Regions from separate parts of the Sus scrofa genome. Here region 2 is linked to region 1. Evidence: chromatin contacts called from public Hi-C data. All regions are on one chromosome and are shown on one strand. The core of a region is the stretch at or near the end of the contact, and the rest is flanking DNA. Distances in the headings are between cores, read along the strand shown. Region 1 overlaps MACF1 (microtubule-actin cross-linking factor 1). Region 2 overlaps MACF1 (microtubule-actin cross-linking factor 1).

Region 1 (2,528 bases), core at 10-2,509:
AAAGACAAAAAAAAAAAAAAAAAAAAAAAAACCTGGCCACAAACCCCAAGGAAATAGCTCCTCACTCGGTCCTCCCTTTCCTTGCCACGTTTGTATGTGTTGAATATTGATAATGCTAATAAATTCCTTTAAAAAAAAAAAAAAAAGAATCTAGAACAGTCAAACTCATAGAGACAGAAAACAGAATTGTGGTTGCCAGGGACTGGGGGGAGGGGGAATGGGAATTAGTGTTCAATGGGTATGAAATTTAAGTTTGGTAAATTCTGCAGATGGACAGCGGAAACGGTTACACAACAGTGTGAATGTACTTAATGCCTCTGAACTGTATACTTAAAAATGATTAAAATGGTAAATTTTACACATTATGTAATTTTATCACAATAAAAAAGCATATTGTTGTTGTGACTCTTACTAGCAAAAAGAAACTGTAATTACATAACTTCTATGTGCCAAACAAAATGCTTTATATATATTAATTCATTTGACCTTTACAGAAACTATGCAAAATAGTTACCACCAACATTTTACAAATGAGGAATTAGAAAACTCACTCACAGCTCAGAGTGGTTAAGTGACTGTCCAAGGTCACAGAGCACATAAGTACCAGAAGCAGGATCCCAACATCTACACCCTTTCCCCTGTAAAATGCTGCTCTCCACCCTAGAGAAGAAATTTCTCTAATACTACAAAAGAGCCACAAAAGAGAAATCCCCTAGAGCAAGGAGAAGGACACATGGTCAGCAACAGAGGTAAAAGAAAGAATTTACTATTAAAAGTCAGGGCATACTCCCTAATTCCACTTTTAAGGCTGTTCTTCCTCTGATGACCTCTGAGAACTTTAAATACACCAATAACCTAGTCACATAAACCCTGGCAAGCCAGGAAAAGCTGTTTGTGTTACACATAAAACCCCATGATGACATTTCTCATAACCTACAAAGAAATGCCCTATTTTGTAAGAATTTTTAAGGCCGTCTCTAAGGTCAAGAAAAAAGTCTAAGAGTGTATTGCAAAATTAAACCCTGGTCCCCAAACGCTAAGCAGAACTGAGCTAGAAGCAAAGGGAATCACAAGGACTTCCTCCCCATTTCTCTCTTCTACCTTCTGCTCTCACTCCAGATGGATGAGGAGCAGTCAGTCTGGGCCGGCAGGCAGCTCCTGGTCAGGAACGGAACTGCTGCGCGGGCCCACAGGTGGCACTGCTTATAAACGAGCAGCTCCCACGCCACCAGAGGAAGCTGCAGGGTCTGCTTCTGAGGACAGAGGGCAGGAAATCTGGACAGCCAGATTCCAGTCCCCGCTTGTGTCAGTCACACAGTCACTCAGGCTCAGGGGGGCATCCTGCCAGGTTCCATTTCAAGAATGGTGTCACTTCCACCAGGGACTAACAGTTGCTCCCTGGAAGATTCAGGCACCAAAAGGGCTGACCAGAGGATGTGGCAAGAGTGGAATCCACATCATGTAGGTCCCCGTGAAGGACCAGTCTTTTTGTGGCCTAAGTGGGAGAAGGGGCTCTACTACCATAGGTCAAGTAGGCACAGCTCAGAAAAGGATTCAAAGCAATCCCTTTGGGTCATGTGTCTCTCCAAGGGGTACAAGGAAGTTTGGGTTCATGTATATGTATATCCCTTAAGTGAAAGCCATTCTGCTGAAAGCAAAAGCAGCCTCCTTCCCACCCCCATAACCCAACTGATTTACAGTCAACAAATGTCTCTGGGTACTCAGAAAATATGCTGTCAAACAGGAAATGAAAAAAATATCCACTTCTTCCAGAAGGAAGGGGGAGGAATCACATCCCTATAGAGACAGGAAGGAAATCAGCTGACCAGTATCCCAGCCTTGTCAGGGAAATGACTCTTCCCTTCTCCATGCAGGGGGTTATAAAAGCCCAGTTCTTCTCAAGCTTCAGTCACTTCCTAGGTAAAAATTTCCAAGCCTAAGGCTGTATTGTTATAGCTATTGACTAGGTTGGATATTTACTAGTTAAAAGGGGAAAATGAAGATCCCTCATGCCCTAATGCCAACCAAAAGCACGACTCCACAAACTTCGTACTTTTTCCTGATGAATAGATGGAAGAGAGTCAAAAAGCAATGTCTGTACAATACTCAGACAAACCACAAGGGGCACTGGCCAATAGGTACAGGTGACCCCAATATTTAAAGTTTGCATCCACCCAATCTGAGGTTGTGACTGGTTGTGGGATACAAACCAAAGAGGCTGAGACTTTTTGTCTGCCGGTAGCAACCATCATAATAACAGCTTTAGATTTCTACGGTGCCTGGAGAGCAGGGTCTCGATGCCTTCCCTCCCACTCGAAATCTAATCCTGATCCCCTCCCTTTGCTGAATCCCTCCATTTGAGAGGGACAGGCATGTATCTTTAGTCCCTGCTGAAAAGAACATCAGTGACCAGAAGCCTTACCCAAGGTCATCAGTTACTCAGACAGAACTAATGGTCAACTTCTAAACGCTTTCTCACATAAAGACTGCGAAACAACTGTTTTGTTCTTAGGCAACAAAAATTCTCT
Region 2 (2,528 bases), core at 20-2,519, 48 kb before region 1:
GAGAAGTGCCACAAGGAGGGAGGAGAAATAGTGCCAATGAGGGCCCTGGGAAGCCCAGCACCTTCCTCTAAGAAACAAGTTGTGTGATTCATGTCCTCTGTACCCCATCCCAAAGATCACTTTTACTTCCACAGTGTACCCAGTAGTATCATCCAAAAACAGAGGTTGCAACAATTAAAGGCAGAACCAAATAATACATAAAGCTTTCCTCCCTCCTTTTCTAATTTCAGGGGTTTTGTCTGTTTGTTTGGCTTGTTGCTTGTTTGTTACTTTTTCTTCTTGCTTATGATATATCTTAAAGAGAAGCAGTATCTCCTCTTCTTGGAAGAGTCTTATACTATCTAAAAGTCCCTATTTCCACCCCACTTTCAGATGAATGATTCATAAAGCATAAAAGCAGCAACTGATACTGTTAAGCCATCTCTCCCTGATATTTTGTGAGACCTGAATCCTAAGGCAGAATACTAGCAATAAATATCTTCTCTTTTACCTTCTGTAAACTGATTTAGCCTCCAACCTCACAATCACACAGACCCTGGTAGGTGTTAAAACACAGCGATGACCAGGAGCACTCCTCACAGTCGTAACATAAATGGGAGCCTCAACACCTAACCAATTTGAGTGCTTTGCAACATGAAAAGATACCAGCGCTTAACTATCCTTCCCCCTGACTCTTAAGTTTCCCCCACTTATCAGCTTCATCCATACACACCAAGGAAGGGCACTCAACTCAAAGAAAAAAAGAAAAAAAAGGAAACTTAACTAAGATTAGAGCACAGACCCAGCTCTTGCCAAAACACTGGAGGGAAGCAGTACTTCTGGCAATAAGGTAAAGTCCCTGGGATCCAACCCTCTAGTATCTAGGCAAGCTCTTGTATCTAACACACCAGGGGAAATGAGCCACCATGAATGTGTGATTTTCCACTCTCAGATATAGACCCTGCGAGCCATGGAGCTGATGCACAGAGTACAGGAACCCCTACACACAACGCATGTGAAATAAATCTACAACTCGCACAGAATGTCATGAGATGTCTCACCCAGATACAAACACAGTACACCCAAGACAGGCACAGGCTTGACCACATGCACTGAAGGCACTGAACAGCACACACCAGGGCTCAGGAGAAAGGAACTGAAAAACAGGTGACGCTTCCTGTGATCCATGCCAGTCAGCCATTCTGACTACCCAGGCAACCATACTATCTAGCACCTCCCTCAGCCCCTCAGTCAAGGTTCCTGTCTCCACCTGCTCCTGTGACATCGTCCTATCATTACATTTTCTTTGAAATTCCTTTGATGAAAAATGAGTCACCTCTTCCTGCCAACATAGGACTAAGCCTTTTCCAGGAAAGTCATTCTCATCTGTCAATCCTCTGGGGGCAGGGCGCCACCCAGCGGCTCCTCCAGCTACCTCCACACCTCCTAGGAAAGAATGCCTCAGAGCACGGTCAACAGCCTGGAGGAAAAATGTAAGAAATGAAAAGAAGTAAGGTTCTTGGTGGAGCCAGGAATGGGGTTTGGGACCCAAAACATAATCTATTCCAGGAGATACACAGTTGAAGGGATAAATAAGAAGTACCAGGGCAGGGCAAGGACAGTCACACTTAAAACTTGGAATGGCTTCAACCTCAGAGAACCCATCTTAAAAGGTTTGGTTCCTGATACAAAGCGCCATCAACTATTCTGTAAGAAGTAATTGCAAACCCACATTTCTTACCTTGAGGCTTTGGGGCAACAGTAATCTACCCAGTGCTCAAGACAGTGATGCTCTAACTTTGAGATTCATGGTGGCATAGATAAGGAGTCAAGTTTAAACTGACAAAATCCTAGTTAGACATACAAATCACCCTAAATTTGGGGGGTAAAAGCTTTACTGAACTTCATTCACATAACACCTAATCCATCCTTTTAAAGTATATCATTCAGTGGATCTTAGAATATTCACAGAGTTGGGCAACCATCACCATCATGTAATGTTAGAACATTTCATCACCCCAAAAAGAAACCCTATGTCCATTAGCAGTAACTTCCTAACCCACCTTCCCCTAAACTCTGGCAACCACTAATCAATCTACTGTCTCTATGAATCTGCCTATTCTGTATAATGGAATCATACAGTATGTGGTCTCTGGTGTCAGGCTCCTTTCACTTAGAGCAGAATGTTTTCAAGTTGGCTCCTTTTGCTTAGCATAATATCTAATGTGATCCATGTTAGTATCAATTATTATTTCATTTCTTCTCATTGCCGAATAAATATTCCATTGTATGGATATGCCACATTTTGTTTATCCTTTCATCAACTGATGGATATTTAGGTTGTTTCTACTTCTGAGCTATTATGAATAATGCTGCCATGAGCATTTGTGTACAAGTTTTGTTGGATGTATATTTTCATTTCTTTGGATATATGCTTAGTAGAACTGCTGGATCATGTGGCAACTCCAACTTTTTGAGGAAGCACCAAATTGTTTTCCAAAGCAGTTCTACAGTTTTACATTCCCACCACCAATATAGGAGGGTTCGAA

What was found. Hi-C and Micro-C count contacts between places; a contact is called where the count stands out from the background.
Region 2: a Hi-C map of fetal liver shows a contact between it and region 1, with 1.7 times the contacts expected there. The contact joins two enhancer-like sites. A contact is called at or near these places in 1 of 5 promoter capture datasets (liver), 12 of 47 Hi-C or Micro-C datasets (embryonic fibroblasts, epiblast stem cells, fetal liver and 6 more) and 2 of 2 datasets of contacts at active chromatin or transcription factors (alveolar macrophages and skeletal muscle).

What each region holds. Positions count from the first base shown.
Region 1 is chr6:95,004,977-95,007,504 of Sscrofa11.1, reverse strand. All of the region lies in intron 2 of MACF1 (microtubule-actin cross-linking factor 1), which reads right to left. Among named protein-coding and RNA genes, the nearest start is that of MACF1, 46 kb to the right of the region's middle. Within about 2 kb of position 1,259, at least 18 of the 83 cell types and tissues checked have an H3K27ac peak or open chromatin away from gene starts, as enhancers often do. A contact at or near this core is called in alveolar macrophages and fetal liver, where this site is marked.
Region 2 is chr6:95,052,967-95,055,494 of Sscrofa11.1, reverse strand. The region is part of intron 2 of MACF1 (microtubule-actin cross-linking factor 1); the gene reads right to left. Among named protein-coding and RNA genes, the nearest start is that of MACF1, 94 kb to the right of the region's middle. Within about 2 kb of position 1,269, at least 11 of the 83 cell types and tissues checked have an H3K27ac peak or open chromatin away from gene starts, as enhancers often do. A contact at or near this core is called in alveolar macrophages and fetal liver, where this site is marked.